Regions from separate parts of the Mus musculus genome. Here all the other regions are linked to region 1. The links are chromatin contacts, called in public HiChIP or PLAC-seq, Micro-C and promoter capture Hi-C maps. All regions are on one chromosome and are shown on one strand. The core of a region is the stretch at or near the end of the contact, and the rest is flanking DNA. Distances in the headings are between cores, read along the strand shown. Region 1 holds the start of Kifc3 (kinesin family member C3). Region 2 holds the start of Pllp (plasma membrane proteolipid). Region 3 holds the start of Ccl17 (chemokine (C-C motif) ligand 17). Region 4 holds the start of Cfap20 (cilia and flagella associated protein 20).

Region 1 (2,795 bases), core at 114-2,613:
TGTTGGCAGCACTTACACCCAGTGGGTGGGATCACAGTCACAAGGAACATCCATTACTTTTCTAATTGGAGAAAAGAGAACAATAAATGTTTTTATTAGTTAAAACAAAACAAAACAAAACCTGACTTTGGCTTTGCTAGAAGGAAACTGAAGTTTATGTCAGTGTCCCAATCCTTAAGGAAGACAAGGTTTCTCCTTTTATATGCAAACTTAAATGCAGGACACACCCCTTCCCCTCGAATAGAGCCTTCAATAGATGAGACAGTGCTTGCTTCCAGCTGGGGGCCTACTGGCCAGGCCTGGCCTGGCACCAGGCACCCTGTGGGGCCTAAGTCCTTGTCTCTGTTTTTGCTCCAGATTCTTGACACGTGGCTCAGCAGCGGAAGCGGGAAGCAGGCCCAGAGGAGGCAGCAAGGCCCTCCCTAGGTCTCTCCTAGGCCATTTCTGGCAAGCCTGAAGGGGTAGACCCTCACCCTCCTCAGGTTATCTGGGGACCATCAGCCTCTGCGGGACAGGCTCCTGTGGCACATTCTCCTTCCGCACTCCGGAGTGGGCATACTGGGGCTGGAATAAATGCCTCTCTGTTTGGGAGACAAAGAACAGAGTGGCTCCTTTGGGTCAGCAGTCTCTCTTGGCTGCCTGAGCCTTCTCTCCCCCAGGCCTCTTCAGTGGCTCCTAGACGCCCCAGGAAGGAGCTTTTAAAGACAGACGGTGGAGCTGTTTTGCCGGAGCTTAAGGGAATGCGTTACCTTAACAAACCCCAAGCCTGCTGCTCAAGAAAATATTTATTGGTTGGGGGTGCAGGGGTGCAGCTGGCAAGGCAGGATGCCAGGCTGGGCACAGAGAGAGGGTGCACGCCTGTGTAACAGAGCAGGTGAACGTGTGGTATGCGTGTGCTCGATCTCGCGTGCAAGAGCTTGTGTGAGGAAATGTATTAAGATGTGAGTCTGTGTGTGTGTGTGTGCCAGTTGTGTGTGGATCCTAGCTGGCGTGCGTGAAACTTCTGCACCTGGGTTTGGGGTGGAGTACAAACCGTTTTGAGGGTGAGTGTTAACGTTAACTCCTGGGTAGGAGTAATGGGTGAGGGCGAGTGTGCAGGTACGCGGTGTGCAGTGGAGGGTGTGAGCCAGCTCGGAAGGGGCAGGCAAGGTGCGCCTGGGCTCGTGCACCAGTGGGTGTGCGCACAAGGGTGTACCAGCCTGTGTCGGGTGGATGGGTAGGATAAGAGGGGAGGCATGCGCCTGGGGTGGGCGCGTGCGCGAGAGTGCGCGTGCCCCCCTCCCGAGCCCGTTACCATGGGAACGCGCCGCGGCCTGAGTTAATCATTTCCTGTGGAAAGTGCGGGAGGGGCGGGCACGGGGCGGGCCAAGGAGGCAGCGGCGGCGGCGTGGAGCTGCCTCGCGCGGGCGGGCGGGCCGGAGCCGGCCGGAGCGGGCCGAGCCCGGGGCGCTGCGGTGGCGGCGCTGGGATCCTGTCTCCGCTAGGCCGGTGAGTCGGGTCCCGGCAGGCTGGGGGTGGAATGGGACGGGCTCCTCCCGGCGCTCCTGCTGGGCGCCGCGCCCGCCCTGCCTGAGGACCCCCTCTTTCCCCGACCCGGTGGGTGTTGCGATCAGGCCCCAAGAGACCCGGCTGAGCGCGGGGCTCCCACTGTATTGGTCCAACCGGAGGATCTTGCAGAGACCTGGGCGTGAGGGTGGCACAGCCTCTGGGGTAGCGCCACCAAGACCGACTCCTTGGAGGGGGAATGTGCAGTGCCTACCTGGGAGCTGCGGGTCAACCAGTGAACCCCCTCCCCCTGCAAGGGTCGCTTCCAGGAAGGCTACTGTTTGGGCCCTCCCTCTGTGTCCCCCGAGTAGTTCTCCCCCATCCCCCGGGCAAGGCCCGAGGTGGGGTGCGGCAGCCCCTAGGTTAGGAGGGAGGGCCTCAGAAATACCCTCTCAAGCTGAGAGGGATCAAGTCATTGACAGCTGCGGCTGAGGAATCCCTGCAGGGAGGGGAGCCCAGAAGCTGTCTGTCCCCTCAGCCTTTCCACTGCAAGTAACAGGAGAACTCTGGCTGACACAGTGAAAGGCCGGGTCCTGAGACATTTTAAAGAGGAAGCTGGATTTAAATTCTTAAGTAGTATTTGTCACCCTTCCAAAACATACACACACACTTTAATGCATTTCTCAAGCTTGGGCCTTGGGACTACCCCTAGCTTCACCTTCCTTAGTGTCCTTCTGCCCCAGACTGGGTAAATGCCCTTCCTAGTCTGGTAGGACTTATTCCCCATGCCCTTCATAAAGGGGCAGTCTCCTTGGCTAGAGAGAGTCATTTGCTAGGAATGCAGTCCCAGAATGGTTTTGTGTATTGGAGTGGTTGGACTTCAGGGTTTGGGGATGGTAAGTTCTGCTGTCTGTATGGGTACCAGAGAGCAGAAAATTTGAAATCTGGATGCACCAGAACATGTGTGTGCCAGGGATACCCTAACCCAGTCTAGCCATGCCCCCTCCCCCAAATGCTCACCCAGGAGAACTAAGCTATCCCCTGCAGTGGTGTATAGGTGACTATGAGGTCTACACACACACACACACACACACACACACACACACACACAGAGAGAGAGAGAGAGAGAGAGAGAGAGAGAGAGAGTGAGTCTTTGCCCTGTCTCTGGTTTAAGACAGGAGGAAGGCAGATCTACCATCCTTAGCTAAACCCAGAGAAGCACATGCCCCTCCCCCAAACAGCTTCCGCATTCACCCACCAATGGGACAGTTTACCAAGAGATAGCAGCATCTTGGGCCCTTTGCCTGTGT
Region 2 (2,795 bases), core at 169-2,668, 450 kb after region 1:
AGGAATCTTTGCAGAATGTTAGTGATGGGGTGATTGAATAAATACTTAAAATTCCTGATTTGAGGATATTGAACTGTATTATCTGATGGGCAATATAGTCATGACCATATCCTTACAAAAGAGATGAGAGAGAGAGAGAGAGAGAGAGAGAGAGAGAGAGAGAGAGAGAGAGAGAGAGAGAGATATCTTGTGCATAGTAAGAGGAGAGTTGATGATACGAGGAGAGGCAGAGCTAGGTAGGGTACCAGAATCCCCTGCCGGCAGGTCATCTGTAATCCCAGCCTGCAAAGACCTGAGGTACGAGGAATGTCAAAAGCATGAAGTCAGTCTGGATTACAGAGCAATCTCCTGTCTCAAGACAAAAAGTGGGCAAAAGTACCCCAGAGGTTGCCTGAGCTCAGGACACCATGACTGTGTCTCCGTGATGATGCCTTTGCATATCTAGCCTCCATCACTGAGAAGAAACTTTTGTTAGGACCTTGAGCTTGTGATAAGTTGTCACAAGGAGCCATAGGATAGTACAGTCACCTACACAGCTTCTGTGACCTGGTCCTTACCCACTGGGGGTCAGTGTCACCCTCATGTGCTCAGCTCCAGTCCCTTTGGGGACCTGCTTTCTATTTCCCCAACTGCCTAGGTTGGTCCTGCCACTGCGCCTTTGCTCCTCACTTAAATCCTCCCAAGGTTTCCTCCTACTCACAGATTCAGGCCTCTGCACAAATGTCACCACTTCTGACAGGTCTTCCTTGACTAATGTGCTCCTTCCTTTTCTGTCAACTTAATACAAGCTATAGCAATCCAAGAGGAGGGAACCTGGATTGAGAAAATGCCTCTATAAGATCGGGCTCTAGGCAAGCCCTGTAGAGAATTTTCTCAGTGATTGATGGAGGAGGGCCCAGTCCATTGTGAGCGGTGCCATCCCTGGGTCCTGGGTTCTATAAGAAAGCAGGCTGAGCAAGCCAGGGGAAGCAAGCCAGTAAGCAGCACCCCTCCATGGCCTCTGCATCGGCTCCTGCCTCCAGGTCTCTGCCCTGCTTGAGTTCCTGTCCTGATTTCCTTCAGTGATGAGCAATGATATGGAAGCATAAGACAAATAAACCCTTTCTTCCCCAATTTGCTTTTGGTCATGGTTTTCTACCACCGTAATAGAGACCCTAAAACAACCATCTAAAAATCTCCTGGTCACTCTGCCTCGCCCTGTTAGATTCAGTCACAGCAGCAGTTGCCACTACCTGGATTTATTTTTTCCTGCCTGGCTGTCTGTAGATCGGTCTACGGACTTCTTCAAAATCTCTATCCAAACAGGCGAACCCAGGGTTAAGGGGCGGGGCCTCAAGAAGGGGCGGGGCCTCGGGCGGAGCGGGGCTGGGCTTCGCGCACCTGTGAGTTCTGTCTAGGGTACCCAAGCAGCGCCAGCAGCCGGAGCCGCAGTCGCAGCCCCGGAGCAGCGCCGGGAGCGCGGCCAGAGCGTCGTAGGCTCGCGATCGCTATGGCGGAGTTCCCGTCGAAAGTGAGCACGAGGACCAGCAGCCCCGCGCAGGGCGTGGGAGCCTCTGTGTCTGCGCTGCGACCGGATCTGGGCTTCGTGCGCTCCGCTCTTGGGGTGCTCGCGCTTCTGCAGCTGGTGAGCCGGGTAGCTCGGGGACTGGATGGGGGACTCTCCGGGGACCCCCGGGACGCTCACTCCCAAGATCGCCGGGAAGCTTGCACCTGGGGACGCTCGTGTGACATCCCTGCGAGCACAGCATGACTCTTGTGGAGGGGACCATACACACCCTACCCGGGTGGTTACCGTGGCGATACCGTAGCTGAGATAGCTGCGCACAACTGTCCGCCAGTCTGTCCCTTCTCTTCTACCCTTCCCCCTTCCCTCTGGGACCGTGCCCTGGCTTTCTCCGCCGGGCAAAGTCCACTGCCCTCCTCTTCACCCGGCTTTAACCACTAAATGCGACCGCTCTGTAGCCCTCCTGGACAGGGCAGAACACCACATCAGTGGCTCTGACACGCGCGCTCCCACCAGGGCACCTACCCAGGGTCTGCTGGTCGAATCTCCTTCCTTGGGCTGTGGAGATTCGCAGAGGCAAGAAACCACGTGTCTGCCATCCCCCGTACTCTGTGCAGGTCCCAGCTGAAGATCCTAGAGTTGCCCGTTCCCATTGGGTGCATTCTGAGATGTCAGCTGTCTTTTCATAGTCCCCTCCTGCGAGGGTCTGGAGGCCTGTGGCTGCCCCTAGGGAACGGTCTCCATTAACTGAGAGGTCCGCTGGTAGAGGAATAGGGTAGCACCGCAGGTGGGCATGCATCTGTTTCTGTCATCATCCCTCCAGTGGGCACCTCGAGCCAGGCTGCCAGGCCGGGCTGGGGAGTCGGGAGGCTTTCCTGGGCCATCTCCACCTAGGGCATACATACTATCTTGGTTTCGAGATTTCTGATCTTCCTTGGTGAGCCTTCGCCCTTCCCCCTTCCCCCTTCCCCCTTCCCCCTCCGTCTCCTCCCTGGGTTTGTTTAAAATTCAGATTCTTGGGCCCCAACCCCGGAAAAAATGTGAAACTGCTCTTTGAATCTCCAAAAGCGCAGCAAGAAATTTGCATTTTAATGTCTTCTCCTGGAGTGGTTTTGGGTACTGTTTGGTTTTGATGAGATCAGGGAGGGTAGCATGAGGCTCTCTTCTGGGACCAATTTAACTCTGCCGCGCAGACACTGCCGACCCTGGAGTGTTGGGCTCTTGGTGATTGCCTTGTTTGTTTTATTTATTTTGTTTGATTCAATTTGTTTCTGTTTTTTTGAGACAAGAG
Region 3 (2,795 bases), core at 157-2,656, 330 kb after region 1:
GAAGGTCATGGCCTTGGGTTTTTCACCAATCTGATGGCCTTCTTCACATGTTTGTCTTTGGGGTCTGCACAGATGAGCTTGCCCTGGACAGTCAGAAACCTATGTAGGAGAAAGCAGTGAGTAAGAGCCCAGGAAGGCCTTCAGGGTTTGGCCACCAGCCACATCTGCATTGACCTGAACACTGAGCAGTAGGACTTCATGCCTAGCCTCCTCTCTCCTCAGAGCACCTTGAGCCTGAGAGAAAGAGCCTCAGGCTGTGTGTTAGTCTCTACTCAGCTCAGACCCAGAGTGAGAGGTGACAGTATTACTGCCTACTGGCTCTGTTACCTGGGATGTCCTATCCATCTTGGAAACTCAGTTTCACCATACATAAAGAGGTTGGACCCCCTCAGCTGTGTGGGGTACAAGAGTATCCCTGGGTTCCCAAAACTGCCTTTAGGGGAATCAGGCTTGTCCTCTCTTCCTTCTTTCCCAGTGGCCTTCCTGGGCACTCCAAGGCCCACCCACTTCCCACTCTGGGTTCTAGGCAGAGGAGTGGGACAGAGGGATACTCACACGATGGCATCCCTGGAACACTCCACTGAGGTCTTATACCAGCTCACCAACTTCCTGATAGGAATGGCCCCTTTGAAGTAATCCAGGCAGCACTCTCGGCCTACATTGGTGGCTCGAGCTGGAAGAGCAATAGGAAGCAGGTGTCCTGAGAGTCAGGCCATGTGCCTGAGGACCCATGGAATGTTCCGATGTATGCCTGTGTGAGCCTGTGGGTGGGGACTGCATGTACTTTGTATTCTGTTTGTTCTTGGTGTGTGTGTGTGCTCTCCTGTGTCTGCAAGTTTGCATATTCATCTGTGTGTGTCTGCATATGCAGCTGTCTGAATCTAGGAACCTCATTTCAACTTCCCGTTCTAAACTAAATATAAAAATCTTTTCATACATTCTTGGAACCAATGCTCCGTTGTTATGTTGTTCCCTGATGATACATGAAGCCCATTAATGAAACAAATGGTAGCGATTCTGAGAATCGTTCGTTCTGCATCATGAGCCCACAATCAAGGCCACTATGTCCTAACATCTCAGAATAAGGTATGTGTCCAGGTCAGGCACCTGACATCATCCCAGCATCCTCAGAACCATTATCCTCCCTCCAGTGCTCCTGTGGCCACCCCCTGGTGACCCCTGTTAAGAACAGACAGGGTATAAGTCACACAGCTTGTGTCTCTGCCTTGGTCTCTGTGTGGGTGAATGGTTCCCATCTGCCCTATCCTGTCTGTGCCCGGCTCTTACCAGCTCTGGCATGCTGCAGAAAAGTCCCCAGAAGCAGAGCAGCCAGGAGCAGCATCTGAAGTGACCTCATGGTACCAAAAGCTGAGGTGAAGGTCTTCATGGGTCCTTCTGCCTGTCTTGGTGCCCAGCATTGAGGTGACCTATTTAACCTCTCTGGAGGTTATCCCACGCTTCCTGTCCCCTCCTATAATCCTTCCAGACTAGAGAAATTCAAAGAATTTGAGATAACTTAGTAGAAGCCCAGCTTGGGAATGTTTGTGGCTTTCCAGAGAATGGTCACTCGACTCGGGACAGGGGAGGGGGTCTGTGTCTGGGGTAAGGGCAATGACTTACTTCTCTTTTCAAAGGGAACATTTCTTGGTTCCTCTATTAGCAGGATCCAAGGCCTCAGCCTCAACTCATCTCATCCCTTGTCCTAGTACTGGTGAACTTCCTTTGTGCCTGGTACCCTGTGGAGGCAGGGTAGGGGACCAAACAGAGATCATAGGGACTATGCCAGTCAGGGCTCTGGGGTCCAGAAGGTCCACAGGAGGGTGAGCAGGTTACAGGGATGTTCAGTAGAAGAGGCCTAGTCCCACCCTATTTTGGGGAACCCAGAGGTTCAGCTGAAGCTGAGCCTGTCTTCCTGTCCTTCCCCAGGCTGGCCCTTACCCCAGGAGGCTAAGCTGAGAGGGGCTTTAATCACGGTGTATCTGCATGTGTGCTTTAGTGGGTTGGAAAGCTCAGCTCCCAGAAATAGAGCACCACCTCGTTTCTGTTATGAGCAGAATGAATGGTGTGTGTGTGTGTGGGGGGGGCGATGCTCACCTCTATAGGAGCTGCATGCCAGAGGCTGCCCTAGAAGCCCATAGAGCATCCCCAGGCCTTAAGCAGACTGTTAAGAAATCTGTGTGAATTTTCAGCATACCCAGACTGTTAACAACAGTGCCCAGAAAAGAGTTTCAGGACAAGTCACTATTAAGCAAAGCCAGGGTTTACTGAGAAAAAGAACCGGCATCCCAGCTACTGGGGAGGCTGATGTAGGAAGGTTCCAAGTTTGAGGCCAGCCTGAGCTACCGGGGTTCACAGGTGCTGGTGAGACGCTATCACAATAAAGGGAAATGTCACTGCTTTGCAGTGTGACCCAGAGTGTCTCACAGATAAGGCATGTGCCGCCGTGTGTTTTACTCTTTAAAATTTTAATTTATTAACATTTATTTATTACATTTGTGTGCATAGGTGTTTTGCACTCATGTGCTAGCAGACACTCTACAACCTGAGCCACACCCCAGCTCCTCCTGCCATTTTGTTAGAACTTTTGGCTCTCAGTCAGCAAGAAACACAGACCCAGGCTGAGGGGGCCCCTTACCCTTCTCATATCTCCATTTTCCTTCAATCCTGCCCTACGGCCACAGCATCACTAAATTTGCTCATTCTCCCAGACTAAGAGGTCTTCCCAGGCCAAAGCCGTCCATTCTCTAAATACCTGTCCCGAGGTGTGCAGTACTGTGGCAGGCAGGTGCTAAGGC
Region 4 (2,795 bases), core at 121-2,620, 290 kb before region 1:
TATCTTGAATCTTTTTCCTGAGGATTTTGTTTAAGATTTCTATTTATTTATGTTTTGTTTCTGAGTTCTCTATCTGTATGTACACCTTCAGGCCAGAAGAGGGCATCAGTTCCCATTACAGATGGTTGTGAGCCACCATGGGGTTGCTGGGAATTGAACTCAGGATCTTTGGATGAGCAACCAGTGCTCTTAACAGCGGAGCCATCTCTCCAGCCCCGAGGATATTTTGAACAACTTAAAAACAATCAAGCTATAAATTATTCACTTGGCTTAGAGTACATAAAGAATTCCCAGATATCATGCAAAAATTAATTCCATATAACAAGTTTCATTTTTATATAGTAATAGATTCACATAGTTTTCACGATATCTAGAAATTCTGGCTGGAGTACTCAAAGCTTTGGTGTGAGGGTAGAGTGAGTTAATACAGGGTAAGGCATCACATATACCCGTCACATAGTAAATGTGTAAACTTTGCAACTATGATCGTTAAAATTGCTAAAGTGATCGTCTGTGCTTCAAACTCTTTTCTGTGCGCCAGAACACAGGCCTGGGTGGAACACCATTTAGGAAGACGCTCAGCGACTGGTGGAAGTCTTCCACACTTGAGATTTCCTTCTACTTGAAATACACAGCGTATGTCTTTCCTACAATATTCCAGAAATTGACACACTTTTTTTAAAAAAATCAGCTGTCGGTTCAACTCAACTATTCCACTTTTAAGATTTTATTAATTTTTGTTTATATCTTAATATTCCGGCTTTCTTCTTTTCGAATCAATGCATTTAAAGAGATACGCTTTCCCCCAGAGTATTGCTTTTACAGCAGCTCATTCACTGTAACTTGATAATTAAAGGTGATGATGTAAATTGGGCAATCAATACTGGTTCATTAGCTCACACGTTCTCCTGGGCCAACCAATATTTGTTTTTTGCGACAGGGTGTCTCTGAGTCCTGGCTGTCCTGGAGCTCGATATGTAGACCTCAAATTCAGAGATCTTTCTACCTCTGCTGGGATTTAATCCGGTACTAGGATTAAAATCTGGAGTCAACACACCCAGGGATAATATTTATCTGTCGTTGGCACAAAGCCACCTTCCTCACTCTTCCCGCCCTTCGGGGGAGGGGTCTGGCATGACTCCACCCCTCCACGCGCCTCCCGGTTCCCATGACACCACGCAGGCACTGTAAACACGTGAGGTAAACTTAAAGTCTCCTTCCGCTGTTCTAAACCAAGTCTGGGCCCCGGCGGGGAGGGGCGGGGAATAGTCCCTTGGCAACCAAGTTCCGCGCCCGAGGGGGCAGGAAGGGGCGGGCCTAAGGGCGGAAGGAACCGGAAACCGTTCTTTCTGCGGCAGGACTGGGCAATGCGCCTCCGAGGGGCGGGCCCAAGCGTGCGGAGGGATCCGTGGCGGGCCGAGGCGGCGCTCCGCCTCCTCTCCGGCAGGCTCGGCGGCGCGGGCGGCAGTTGCTGTGGTTTCGGTGCTGAGGTGGCTCGGTGCTCACCGAGGCTTACGGATCTGCGTCACGCCGCCGCTTCCCGCCGTCAGTGGCTGCAGCTCTCAGCGTCCTACCTTCGGACCGGCGGCACCCGCTCTCTTTCGCCGCTCGGTGCCGATCTCCAATCCCGGGCCTAGGGCGGCGGCTGCGGGGCCGCGGCTGGCGAGATGTTCAAGAACACGTTCCAGAGTGGCTTCCTTTCCATCCTCTACAGCATCGGCAGCAAGCCCCTGCAGATCTGGGACAAAAAGGTGAGCGGTGGGGGCGGGACGGGGGTGGGGCCGACTAGCCGCCCACGTGATGGAGTGGCTACCGAGCCTTGACGTCCCGGTCAGTAGAATGGGGGCAGAGTGCCCACAGCCTAGCTTGAAACGCATAGCACTTTGAAGAAAGACATGCATGTGTTCGCTGGTGCCAAGCACTGTTGCTGCACTCCATACGGAGGGCCTTTTCCCCGGACATCCTGAGCACCGGCCAAGCCAGACTTGTTCTGATCCCATTCATTAGCTCCATCCGTCGACAGCCAAACCTTTGGAACTTGCTGCGAGCCCTCTGTAACTTAGAGTCCGTACTATTCTTCCTGTACTGGCCTTCTCCATTGGGAAACCTGCAAAAAGGTGATTGTTAGGGGCTTCTCGAGAGCCAGTATCAAGCCTCTGTATTTTTATCCAGCCGTCCTCTAGAATGGATGGTGTTTTTGCTTGCCACATGAGATGGTGGCCTTCCCTGTTCACTTTTGGAGATATTAAGATCTAGATGAAATGCCTTGCCGTTTCTTTTCTCATGAAGATTCCTGGGGCAGTGAGCTGGACCGTTTTTTTGTTTTGTTTTGTTTTTGAATATAAAGTGGTCACTCTAATGTGGAAGCCAGGTGATTTAGGGAATATCTTTAGTTCTGCCCTCGGCTGGGGAAGATGGAGAGAGGTGATATGCCTAGTGTGGTGTTCATAGAGATGTATATAGAATGGGTGGAGTAAGTCAAGATTATTCGTAGTAGGACTAGAACAATGTCTTTCCTAATTCACAGAGAAGGGCTTTGAGACACACAGTGGTTGACAGAGTACCTGCATTGCCTTCTGTTTGTCACTGCTAGGCAGTCGTGTGTTCTGAGGACAGCTTTGAGAGAAACCTGTTGGGAGTGTCTTGTCATTTGGCTAAGACAGTTGAGAGTTCCTCAAGATCTGGCCTTTGGTATGTAAGCAGTCTGACCAACTCTTTCAGATCCATAGCTAGAGTTATGTCAAGAGTATCCCATAGGAAGCGGACCCTTAGCTCCCCCCATCCCACAATCTCCT

The links. Promoter capture Hi-C pulls out the DNA fragments that hold promoters and counts their contacts. Hi-C and Micro-C count contacts between places; a contact is called where the count stands out from the background. HiChIP or PLAC-seq counts read pairs in DNA pulled down with a chosen protein or histone mark.
Region 2: a promoter capture Hi-C map of liver shows a contact between it and region 1, with 1.9 times the contacts expected there. The contact joins the promoter of Pllp here to the promoter of Kifc3 in region 1. A contact is called at or near these places in 1 of 39 promoter capture datasets (liver) and 3 of 115 datasets of contacts at active chromatin or transcription factors (embryonic stem cells and pancreatic cancer cells).
Region 3: an HNF4G HiChIP or PLAC-seq map of pancreatic cancer cells shows a contact between it and region 1. The contact joins the promoter of Ccl17 here to the promoter of Kifc3 in region 1. A contact is called at or near these places in 1 of 484 Hi-C or Micro-C datasets (the G1E-ER4 cell line), 1 of 115 datasets of contacts at active chromatin or transcription factors (pancreatic cancer cells) and 1 of 9 other capture datasets (liver).
Region 4: a contact with region 1 is called in a Micro-C map of embryonic stem cells, with 2.5 times the contacts expected there. The contact joins the promoter of Cfap20 here to the promoter of Kifc3 in region 1. A contact is called at or near these places in 1 of 39 promoter capture datasets (liver), 5 of 484 Hi-C or Micro-C datasets (embryonic stem cells, liver, psoas muscle and 1 more), 2 of 115 datasets of contacts at active chromatin or transcription factors (bone marrow-derived macrophages and pancreatic cancer cells) and 2 of 9 other capture datasets (adipose tissue and liver).

The regions. Positions count from the first base shown.
Region 1 is chr8:95,141,125-95,143,919 of GRCm38.p6, reverse strand. Kifc3 (kinesin family member C3) reads left to right here and starts at 1,363. Exons shown (of 22, transcript NM_001372314.1): 1 at 1,363-1,488. The region is part of intron 1 of Gm31036 (a long non-coding RNA gene); the gene reads right to left.
Region 2 is chr8:94,694,865-94,697,659 of GRCm38.p6, reverse strand. Pllp (plasma membrane proteolipid) reads left to right here and starts at 1,418. Exons shown (of 4, transcript NM_026385.4): 1 at 1,418-1,624. The coding sequence starts at 1,490.
Region 3 is chr8:94,809,064-94,811,858 of GRCm38.p6, reverse strand. Ccl17 (chemokine (C-C motif) ligand 17) reads right to left here and starts at 1,406. Exons shown (of 3, transcript NM_011332.3): 1 at 1,288-1,406; 2 at 556-673; 3 at 1-99. The coding sequence starts at 1,387. The coding sequence ends at 6.
Region 4 is chr8:95,433,444-95,436,238 of GRCm38.p6, reverse strand. It overlaps Cfap20 (cilia and flagella associated protein 20), which reads left to right and starts at 1,370. Exons shown (of 6, transcript NM_008187.2): 1 at 1,370-1,751. The coding sequence starts at 1,668.